Regions from separate parts of the Gossypium hirsutum genome. Here all the other regions are linked to region 2. The links are chromatin contacts, called in public Hi-C maps. All regions are on one chromosome and are shown on one strand. Each heading gives the region's core, a stretch centred on a gene start, on an enhancer-like site or on the middle of the called end of the contact. The rest is flanking DNA. Distances are from core to core; before and after follow the strand shown. Region 1 holds the start of LOC107895503. Region 2 holds the start of LOC107896638. Region 3 holds the start of LOC107916189 (COBRA-like protein 7).

Region 1 (4,204 bases), core at 696-3,195, 140 kb after region 2:
AGTTGCCATCATTTTGAGTTTGCAGGTATTCTTTGCAGGCATGTTCTTCGTGTTCTATCCAGTAATAACTGTTTCCATATTCCAGACCCATACCTGCCCAGCCGTTGGCGTTTGAATAGTTCGTCTTCCATAAACCCATTAAGCAATGCAACGAGAGAGCACTCCGAAAAGATTCAGTTGTTAGAGTCCTTGACTTCAGCACTCATAGCAGAGTCAATCGAAACAAAGGAACGCCTCGATGTTGCTTGTGAGCAAACCGCCATGGTTCTTTCCCACATCAAGGACCTTCCTAGGACGACACAAAGTGCAAATGATATCGTATACAATTGTCCATCGGATTTGATCTTACCAGAGGTAGAAGATACAGATGGAATTGTTCGAAGCTTTACAATGGGGACTTCTCATGAACCTCTCACTTCAGGAAAGCTGAAGGATAGAAGGCCAAGAGATGGGATCGATATAACTCGAAAACGAAGACATTATTCCGATTCTTGCTGTGGGCATTTCGAACATGATTCATCAGATTGTCCAATGATGGAAGGGGACAATTTGAATGGAGATGCATTAGGATATATTTAAGTTGAAGCATTAGAAACCATTAGTAGGTTTACAAACAACAAATGCTTGATGTTATTGTTAGTTACTCTTCCACATTTTTAGATGGAAAAAAGGAATCCCATAAATCCAAATATGAAGATCTGTCTTAGGATTACAAGTGTCAGATTCAAACCTTTAAATTCACTAAATACCATCATTTAAAGATAGTTTTGTTTTTATTTTTTAAAATTATTCTACTGTATAAGTAACAACTTTGTGGAACATAAACTTTGAAGTTTATGCAGAAAGATGAATTAATTATATAATTGTAATATATTCTTGGAATAAACCAGAGAAGATTAGAAGGCACTGCGGCAAACCGACATTAATATTCTTTAAGTCATTGTCGCATTTGTTCTTTCAGGGGGGTATCACTTTGTTGGGTTATTATTCCTTTCTCTAAAATTGGCAAATCTCAACAATTGAAACTTTAGGCATCTAGGAACTTTATGTTTTGTTTGGTCAACATTGAAAGCCAAACCTGTTTAGTTTCATTTTTATAGTAATTCAATCTCTAAACTTCAAAATTTTGTTAAAATGTCCATGGTAAATTAATAATCGAATTAGTCAAATTATCAATTTTTAATTTGATTGGTTTAATCATCGATTCAGTTTTAATTAAATAGATTATAAAAAAAATCATAGAATCATAAAATTCAATTCAACCATAAACTTGATCAAAATTTTATCCTAATTTAATCGATTCAAAGAGTTCGTAGTTTAACTGATTTAATCTTTTTGTTTGAACTAATCGGTCAATTAATTTGATATACCAATCCGATTTCCAATGTTTGTGGGATCCAATGCTAAGTTAAGTAACATCTTAATGGAAAAAACCAGTAATGGGAAAGTTTATTCCTATTTAGTGAGGATATACAGATAAGAACCTTTGACCATGTACTTGATAAAATTGTTATTTAACTTCCCCAAAAAAATATAATTCATATCTTGATTTTTTTAAGGTTTTAATTTAAAAATTAAAATCTAACTTAAATCAAAATTTAATGTGACATAGAGAATATAAAAAATAATCATAATGTGAGCTGAAACAGTAACATTCGTATCTATTACAATTGCAATGGCTAAGAAATTCCACTTTGAGGCAAAGGTAAAGAAAAAGAAAGGATGGGAAATGCACTTTGAGATAACAGACGGTGAAGTCTCTAACATTTTACACGTGTCTATGATGAAGCGACCCCCATTGTGGCCATCTTTAAAAAAATTATAGAAAAAGCCACAATCAATGTGAATAACTTCACAGTAAAGGCCAGAATCATTGGAATCTTTGGGCTTTAAGCAACCTTTGCTCCAAGCTATTCTATAATTCCTTTAGTTTTGGTAGCGCAAACCATTTAATTCCCCGCCCGCCCATCAACTCCTTGCATGAATTCCATTTTTATTGCCCAAAAATGCCTAAAACAGTAGGTGTCACACATGCTGATCTCGCCCCAAGTCGTCGAAGCACCGAATTAGGCAGCAAAACCGGTGTTGCTTTCATAGTTGTCACCATCATATGTGGTCTCTTCTGCTTCGTACTTTGCCTCATAGCCGAAGCCACTCGTTCCCAGGTACTTAACTCCCCCCCTCCCCTTTTCCCTTTATGTCCTCGCTTCAGTTCGTTGATATACACATGATGTGGCGTAGGAAAAATGGGTGGAGAGTGGAGAAGATGGGAAAGACGTGAAATATGAATGCATATACAGTGGAAGCGGGAAGATGGCATTGTTGTGTTCAGCAGTGGCATTTGTGGGACTTGCAGTGGTGATGTTGGTGGAACATATGTACATGTTGATTGCGGTGAGTAAATCACCGCCGCCGGTTCTGCTTTCATGGGATCCTGATTCCACTCAGTTCAAGACTCTCACCTGGCAGGCTGGATTTTTCTTTGTCACCACTTGGTAACATTCTCAAACATACACTATCAGCCTTCATTCTGAGTTTCACCGCCCTCTTCAATTGCATTACTTCATTTTCGTGCCCTTTCTCCAGTTTTTTTTTCCTATGCTGCTTAAGAATTTCGATTACCCTTTTCTTTAAACTATTAAGGTTAATTATATCTTACATCAAACTATGATACAAATTCTAAATTCGAACTTACACTGTAGAAGTTTTCATTGAGTCCTTAAAACATTAGCTTAAACATTAAATAACTTGGCTACCTTTGACTACGGTTTTGTAGATACATATATATTTACTTTATGGATAACAAGCTGAACTTATTTAAATAAATAAATAATCAATTAAATGAGGGTTTAATAGAAAATTAACAATCAATTAAGCTATCAAAATTTTTAGATTAATTTTTTACTAAGGACTCAATTAGGTTTAGGTGTTTTTTTTCAGTAGAGATCGAATTGATTATTAATTTAGGAGAACTTTTTTTATCATTTAAGCTTAAAAATAGTCATTTTAAATTTTATTAACATCATCACATCATCCATTGTTTATCATATTAAATTCAAACTCTCTATGCGGTTGGTACACATATATTTATAATTTGGTTCATGTCAGTATGCTTAAGTTGACGACTAAAATGATATTTTAAAGATGATTTTAAAGTTTCAGGATCAATTTTAAAATGTCCGATAATTTGAGGACTTTTGGTGCGATTAATTCAATTATAAAGGCAAAGCAGCTGAAGTTTTCATTGATTTCAATTTCAGGCTTTGCTTTGCGGTGGCGGAGATTTTGTTGTTGATAGGGCTAAGTGTGGAATCGGGACATTTGAAAAACTGGTCGAAACCGAGAGAAAGCTGTCTCATAATCAGAGAAGGTTTGTTTTGTGCGGCTGGTGTGTTGACATTGATGACTGTTTTCTTGGCGGCTGGCCTCTACTTGACTGCATTACATGCCCAAAAGTTGTTCCAACAACAGCAACTTGTTCGCCAACAGGTACTTGAAACCACCGTCCTATACACATCGCCACCTGGTTCGCCACCACATCGGTTGACAACCATGGCGAGAGAAGACCCGGTGATCACAGAGTTGCCTAACCAACCACCTCCGTTTTCGTTTTCCGGGGGATTTCAGAAAGCAATTTGATGGTTGTATTTAGAGCAAAGCAAATTGGGTGCCTGGGGCAAAAGCTGAAGGCACAAACTAGAGCTATATTTGCATTAGATATACCAAAAGCAAAAAAAAATTACTCTTTTGATTTTTGTAAATGATAATTTTTTATACAATGAAAAAAGTATATAACTTTAAATTGTGGTATGATATTTGCATGATCATAGTACAAAATTTTGAGTGAGATTTTTTCTTAAATTAAAATTGGAATTTTGTGAACGGATGTTAATTCAGGGGCAAGTAAGGATGTTGACCCAATAATTATACTTTAATTTTTGGTCCTTTTAAAAATTGGGTTAATATGTATATAAGTTCAAATTAAAATTTACTATTATACTTCACTTAAATTGATATTTGTCACTATCTTTACAAACTAAATATAAATTTATCACGATACTTTAATTCTATTTTGAATTTTATTGCTTTACTTTTGATTGATTTTTGCATTACCGTTAATTTTTTTATTGAATTTTGCTATTCAATTTAAGTTTAAAATAATTTGAAAAGACAAAATTTAATATAAAATATTTTTTTTATTTTG
Region 2 (4,236 bases), core at 399-2,898:
AAGTTCCCATCATTTCTCTTTCCCTGTTTTGATCGCTCTAAAAAATTGAAGGGGAAAGAAAACATTAGCAAACATAAAAAAAAAGATGGTATTATAGCATAAGAATATAATTTGCAATTGCATATGCTTGCCATGCAAGCCAACAAACATGTTGCATTCTTATCTGTATAGGGAAGACAGTTATACCTGGAAAATCAGACTTGCTAGAGAATAACTTCTTCCGAGATTTCGCTTTCCAGTCAAATAGCTGAAAAAATCCACCGACATAACCTCCATTTTTCGGTCCTTCTTTGTCAACCCCCATTGTGTAAAAGCAGAATTTGAACTGCTTAACTTATACAAGCAAATGATACAAGAGAAACAGAAACTCCACTCCACCAGCCAAATCCATCTGCAGACATTATTAGACACAACAAACAGTTAAGTATGGACCAAATTGAAATTCTGACTTTTTTTTTTTTCTAAAAAGCATATGCATGCTATTCAACACTCCAAGATAGGAGCTTTCTTTGTAATTTCAGTCAATATTTTATCAGATGAAATGGAAGATCAGATATCTATCTGGTACCCTATAAAAAGGATGTTAAAAGCCTATCAATGGAGATGAACTAGTTTCTTCTTACCCTGAGATCTCTAAAAACACAAAAGCCAAATGTAGCATCTGTATCTTCATTTTTCATCCCACTTAACTAGACATTGTACACCTTTTTTTCTGCCATTGACTTGGCAGAATTTCAAACAGCTAAAATTTGTCAAACAAACAAGACAATATAAGAACATGAAATGAACACAAAAATCACATTGTCACCATCTTAAATCTATATCACAATGCACTCATTCTTAAGATATTTAGCTCTTTTATTCCCACACTTTCCGGTGACAAGCAACTTACAATGTCAAAGCCCTTCTATATCAACATCTCTACAATATCATACCATTTGAAATTAGCTTTAACAGATGAAGTTCCTATGGTACTAAGGGGGATTAACAAAAAAAAAAATTGTAGAAACTAATTGCATACTCTCATTTTACCAAAAAAAACACCTTAGATCCCAATTCTAATAAAATCTGCAAATAAAAGGCTGTCTGAGAATGATAGAAAGAGAGAAATTGCCCCTATAATATAGCAAGCAATTCAATTTAATTCAACATCCATCAAGAAGACTAGATTCAAATATTTTAAGGGCACAATCCTTTAAAGAAAACAATTATTTGACAAACAACAAATAAACATACAGGCTCAAACCAACAACACAATGATCAATAAACAGCAATTTGATAAGAAAAGCAATTGCCAAATTCCCCCCCCCCAAAAAAAAAAAAAGAAACAAAAAGAAACCCAGAACTTTAAATGGAAGAAAAAGACTTACACAGAAAACCAATGAATGAGATCAGCTTAAATGCAACAATATTTCATGGTTCAAATTAAATATAGAGAAAAAGACAGAACATTGCAATGGGGTTCAGCTTAAATTTGAGATTTTTGGGAGAAACAAAAGTGAAAGGCTCCTCCTTTGAGAGTGAGAAAAGGACTGTGTGTTTGTGTGTATGTGTGAATGTGTGATGTAGTTCAAAGCAATAAATGGAGACAGAGTAAATAATAGCATAGGGGTTTTCCATTTTTTTTTAAATAATAAAATTAAAATTGTTTTGCTTAAAATTTTGTAATTTAATTTAAATCATTATTAAAACGAAGTGGAATTAAAAAGCCTATAACGTCTCTTTTAAGAGGGTCGAGATTTCAAATTCCAAACAGACTTTTGACTGTTCCTGGGAATTCTGATAAACTTACAAGTGGGTTTCCATTAGTTTGTGTACTACTTAGTGGATTGGTAAACACGTGTTCAAATCCCTTTTCTGTAAATTTGAGGCCACTTGGTAATTCAATGTCTAATCAAATGGGCCTATTTTTTAAAAAAATTCAAGTGGGCCTTTAATCGATATCAGAAGTTAATTTATGAATTTAATTAATTTTAATATATTTTATTAAATAAATTTAAGAACACCCATATTTTTTAATTTAAAAATATTTATTTCAAAAAATGCATCAAATTTTACTTTTATTATTTTCATAAATATTTTAAAAGTAATTTTTTTAAAAATTCTACTCCTATTGTGATCGTGCAATATCTCGTAATAATAAAATAAATATTTTTTCTTAAATAATTATACCTAGTTTTAAACTTGTGCAATGTACGAAGGTACATTATATTTTAATAAATTTTAAATTTAAAATTAATAAAGTGGTAATATTTTTATTTTCTATTTGTATTTAATAAAAATGAACTAGAATCAAATTATAATTTATAGCATAGAAAACCTCTCAACAAAAAATTAAAGACATAAAAAAATTAAATTAAAATAACTTATTTTAATTAACATTAAACTATAAAGATTGATGTAAACTAACAAGTGATTGAATGTAATGGCAAGACACATTACACTTTCAATAAGAAAATAAAGTTCGAGTTTTAAAGATGACATTATTTAAAAGGATAATCATAAATCCTGAATATAAACGGTAAAATGTACCTCTAGTAACCCAAAATGACTCACACTAACACCATTAATAATACATAATATTAAAAACTAAAAATCAGAACCATTTTCCATTTTCTAACACCATCCTAAGAACATTGAATTTCCTTGGACCCCAATTTTAGCAAGGGCAATATTCCAGCTACTTGCTTAAATTAATTGCTTAAAGTTTTTGTCACTGAGACATAAATTTATATTTATAGCTTTGTATATTAAGTTAATAAATATCTTTGAATTAAAATATATTTTCGAATAAATATTTATGTAATTTATGATTGTATTATTTGTTAAAACGTTCACATGAGCGAATTTGGATATTTACAAAGATATTATTATAAAACTATTAAATGTAATTTTACCTAAATTTTCAAGCACTTAAAATTATATATAACATTAGATTGGAATTTTAATAAATTATAAGTTATAAATATTATTATAAAACTATTAAATGTAATAAAGTTTTATATATGTTATTTAAGCATACTTATCTCGTACAATTTCCTTACACTATACATAATTATACTTTCTTTTTTTAATTCTCTATTAGAACGGGTCGTGGGCCTATCTCAACAAAATTTTAGGTCAATTTTTTAGGTCTAGGCTTGATTCGGTCCAAAAAATACGTTTAAAATTTTGTTCATGCCTAAATCGAATTATAGAAGCCAAATTCGACTCGATCTGACCTAACCCATATTATTATTTCTAGATTATTTTATTACATACAACAAATTTTAAAAAATTATAATATATCAAATACACTTAAAAATATTAAAACAAATTTAAAATAATAAACAAATTTAAAATACTTTAAAAGTTCTTTATACTAAGATAGTTACAACTAAATAAATAGTAACAAAATTAACAACAACACATAAGTTCTACAATATCCAAATAATATTAAAAACAACAATGAAACAACATTAAGAAAATAACAGCAAAAACAACAAAAATAATAGTACAAAACAGCTAAAACAACAAAAATAACAGCAAAAAGTGCAACAAAAATAACAGCAAAAACAACTCCAAAACACCAAGAACAACAACAACAAAAAACAGCAAGATAATTTTTGTTAAAAATAATTAATTTATTCGGGCTGAGTTGGACCCAGGCCAAAAAAATTTTACTTGAGGCCCGACTTGTTTAGAAAACGAGCTTCATTTTTTGTCAAAATCTATTTCTTGGATCTATATTTTTGTCTAAACCCTCTCATTTTTCGGGTGGACAGCCTAGCCCATGATCAGGTCTATTCTCTATTTATCCATCATCATATTTTGTTAACACATTTATGTATTTCACATGAATTCATTAAAATTCAATTACCATTATTTATTTAATATTAGTATTTCAAAATTTTAATTATTAGATTATTGCTTTTTAACTCATTCGCATTTTATTTTTATTTTTTGAAATAACACAGCTGGAGTATATTAATAAATAAAAAAACAGTCCAACAACCATAATAAATGAAAAACTAAAACCAGTCAAATATCATTTCCTAAAAACAATAATTATACCTCGGCCTAATTAATGGACTCTGCCTTTTAAAAAGACATATCACAACAAAAAATCTATTTCCAAATATTTCGTTTCCCAAAACTAGATCCTTATAGCTTTTAGAATCAGAAGCGTTCAACAATGGCCTGAAAATCACCACTATTTATTTTTTTCTCATGACTCTTACTTCCATTCACTATTGT
Region 3 (3,706 bases), core at 922-3,421, 250 kb after region 2:
ATTTTTATAAATATAAAGATTAAATCTCAAAATTGATTAATATACAAAAACCAAATGAAATATTTTAAAAGTTACACCTACATATTGCATGAAATTGTTATTTCATTAAAAGTTATGTTTTTATTTAAATCACAACATTGTACTTAAACTATACTTTTTTTTTCTTTAGTTGGTACTTAAACTTTTTTTTTGTCACAAGTGGTACATTAACTAATTTTCGTTACCCAAAGTGGTATCTAAACTATACTCAATTACCCAAATTAACCTTTCCGTTAAAAAAGCAGTTAGCCAATCATATTGTGACATGTGACAATTTTAACTAAAAAAATTCAAAAAAAGTTAAATATTATTTTCTTAATCTCTTTTTTTAAAGTATAAATATATTCATCTATTTTGTTCTTTACTCAAGAACTTCAACGACGAAAAATTAAAAATTTCATCAAAATACTCATCCAAACCCTACTTTTGGTGACAAAATCCAAATTTTGGCAAGCTTTTTTTCTATTTTTGAACCTCAATTTTGATTCCTTTCTCACCTCAATTCATAACCTATGTATTAGGTTTCTTAGTGACAACTTTCTTCGTTCTTTTCTATGTATTTTGTATAAAGTTAATACTAAATAAACCGAAATAAAATATGAAATCCAAATATTGGGGAGAAATTTAATGAAGAAATGCAAAGAAAAGTTATCTAAAGTGCATTACTTGTGGGAAGAGAGAAAGTGTAAAAAAAAATTAAAACATTTTAATTTAATTTAATTTGATTGTTTATAATTTAATTTAATTTAAAAATATTGTGCATCACAAAATAATTAGTCATGAAAATTTTTTAATGAAAGGGGTAATTCGGAGAAAAGGGAATAATTAAAGTATCACTTTGGGTAATCAAATATAATTTAGGAATTATGGGTAATCAAAAGAAAATTTAGATTCCAACTTTATAATTTATTAATATTATATTATAAAGTTTCAAAAATAGAATTTAGAAAAAAAAAAAAAGTGGAGCCCATTAAAACAACGGTTGGAACCTATCCCTTTTGCACACGCCACCCAATGAGTTTGAACACAAATTCAAAATAGAGAAAGAGCCAATCCTCAACGCCTTCATTATTACAACGGCAACTTCTCTCCTTTTCCTTTGTCCTTTTCTACTCTTATCAAATAATATTGTAATATCTACGAAATTAAAATTAAATAAAATCATTTACGATATCAACTCAATCATATGTATCATCCTTTTTCCAAACTTAAAAAAGGAATGTTGACCTGGCACAAATTTTTTCCACTTCACTTATAATTTGATTTACATAATCTAAAAAATGTTATTTATTTAGATTTTATGTTTTTAATTAATATATATTAGTTTAAAATTGGTAAAAAATTCAAAACACACAAAAAAATATTATAAAAACAAACAGAATCAATCACTCGCATTAGTCAGAGTGTTTTGTTGTGACGGTAAAGCAGAACAATATGCTTTCGAATTCGTTTTGGAATAAATTTCGATTTGTTAAATATTGGATTGTTATATGCATAATATGCAACAATTTTATAGTTTAATGTACGAAATTTTTTTTAATGATGAAATGGGTATGTAAAGTTTATTGAAATGTATTTTATATTTGAGATTTATTTAATTTTATTCTTTATTCTTTATTAATATTATATATAAAATAAATTTTAAAAATAACGATAAATGGAAAATGATATACTAAAACATATAGGTACTTGCATCAATAATCTTTCACAAAAAGCATCAATAAAATATATGAATATTTACTTTGTCTTTAACCCGCATATTATGCTTCTTAATGAAAGCAATTAAAAAGAGTTAATTGCACAAAAATTCTTAAATTATGACTCTTATTTTAAATTGGTCCATAAACTTCAACATATTCTGATTACATCATTAAATTATTGATCGTGTCCTTCCATTATTGAGTTAATTATACCATTAAATAACACGTAAAGCCTTATGTGATGTAATTAAAAATAAAGTTTTAAAAAAATGTTAGAACTCTTAAAATTTAAAACTAAAAATAAATGAAACCAAAGAAAAGAAAAAGTGAAGGATAGTTTTTAAAAATACTTTGAAAACCTCAAAATTTTTATAAATATTTTTTTATAACAGTTTTAATAGAAAAAGTTGAAGGCTGGATTTAAAACGAGGGTCGGACGGTGGGTGAAATTAACTTTATAAAAAAAAAAAATAGAAGCAAAAAACCAAACAAAGTTAGAAACCTAACCAAACAGCGTCATCGTCGGCTTTAAAATATTTCTTTTTTTTGTTTTTTCCCATTCTCAGACATAATCAAAAAAATCATGCTTTCAAATTCCATCCTCTACTAAGCTGTCCAAAAGCTTCAATCCAACCACACCAATTCCTCGTCTTACGCGTTTCCTTTCGCTACAAATTCTTTCATTTTTCTTTCCTTTTTTTCTGTAAACCAAAAGCTTTGGCAGCAAATTACAAATCAATGGCTTTCTACTTGAACTGCAATACCCACTTCTTCTTCAAGTTTTCACTCCTTTTCTCCCTTTTGAGCTTCTCCTTCTCCCAATCCGACGTCGTCGAGGCTCCGTCTCCGGCCGCTGATTCTTGCAACGGGATCTTCTTGTCTTATGCTTACAGTTCCGGGACCAAGTTGAAACCCACCGATCCTACCCACCAGCCCTACAGGTTCGAGTCGGTTTTGACGGTGCTCAACAACGGCGATGAGGAGCTTAAATCGTGGAAGGTTTCCGTGGAGTTTCAAAACGATGAGTTTTTGGTTTCCGCTTCGAATGCGGTTTTGGCTGACGGGACGAGTTTGCCTGCCAATGTGGGGAACGGCACCGTTTTCGCTGGGTTCCCGATGAGTGATCTCAAAACGGCGATTGAAACGGCGGGGGATTTGACTCAGATGCAAGTTCAAGTTAAGCTTCTTGGAACTCAGTTCGGAGTGGCGGCTCCTGATGTGCCCTTGCCTAAAAATATTCAGCTTGCTAATGATGGGTTTATTTGTCCCAAGGCTTCCATGCAAGGTAATAATTAAATAAAACTTGGGTAAATTTTAGTTTATTTATCTTCTTTTGAATGCTTGATTTTGTTATAGTGATTGAGTGAAAAAAAAAAGTGGGAATTGAGAAAGGTTTAATTGGAAGGCGTTTTCTAGGTGAAAAATGAATCATTTTTATAAGAATCTCAACAATTCTGAGTAGAATCTGTAAGCCTAATGTCTGGGGTCATATGTTGGGTTGAACCTATGGGATATTTCTGTTTCTTAGTATAAGATTTTATTACTTTAGCTGTTTAATTGTGAATTTGTTAACCAAGGCTGACTAGAGACTGAAAAGAAAAAAAGAACAACCTTTGACCATGTTTCAATGTTTTTATGCTCCTAATTAGGCTGAATGTTGTTGTTTAATCATAGTCTTGTGCATTATTAGTTTAGTTGTTGGATTTCACTGAATATGCCTTTGGGATATTGATGGTGTATGTTCTACTGGTGGTGGTTCTTCCAGGTAAAAACGAGATGCAAGTTTGTTGCAGGAAAGACCCGAAATTCAAAGCGAACGTTACCATAGATGAGGAATTCCTTCCTCGGCAAAGTGGCGATCTTACGATTATGTATGATGTGACCAGAACCTATGATTCGAACTATTGGGCGCAGGTTACTATCTCGAACCATAACCCCCTTGGGCGTCTTGATAATTGGAAGTTGAG

What was found. Hi-C and Micro-C count contacts between places; a contact is called where the count stands out from the background.
Region 1: a contact with region 2 is called in a Hi-C map of leaf, with 3 times the contacts expected there. The contact joins the promoter of LOC107895503 here to the promoter of LOC107896638 in region 2. A contact is called at or near these places in 14 of 34 Hi-C or Micro-C datasets (callus, hypocotyl, leaf and 2 more).
Region 3: a Hi-C map of leaf shows a contact between it and region 2, with 2.3 times the contacts expected there. The contact joins the promoter of LOC107916189 here to the promoter of LOC107896638 in region 2. A contact is called at or near these places in 4 of 34 Hi-C or Micro-C datasets (callus and leaf).

The regions. Positions count from the first base shown.
Region 1 is chrD10:51,555,561-51,559,764 of Gossypium_hirsutum_v2.1, forward strand. It overlaps LOC107895503, which reads left to right and starts at 1,946. Exons shown (of 3, transcript XM_041103233.1): 1 at 1,946-2,165; 2 at 2,242-2,495; 3 at 3,261-3,802. The coding sequence starts at 2,007. The coding sequence ends at 3,639. LOC107896633 (protein FAR1-RELATED SEQUENCE 11) reads left to right here. Exons shown (of 5, transcript XM_016821835.2): 5 at 1-776. The coding sequence ends at 579.
Region 2 is chrD10:51,415,813-51,420,048 of Gossypium_hirsutum_v2.1, forward strand. It overlaps LOC107896638, which reads right to left and starts at 1,649. Exons shown (of 6, transcript XM_041102531.1): 1 at 1,371-1,649; 2 at 187-391; 3 at 1-37. The coding sequence starts at 304.
Region 3 is chrD10:51,661,852-51,665,557 of Gossypium_hirsutum_v2.1, forward strand. It overlaps LOC107916189 (COBRA-like protein 7), which reads left to right and starts at 2,172. Exons shown (of 2, transcript XM_016845337.2): 1 at 2,172-3,024; 2 at 3,505-3,706. The coding sequence starts at 2,478.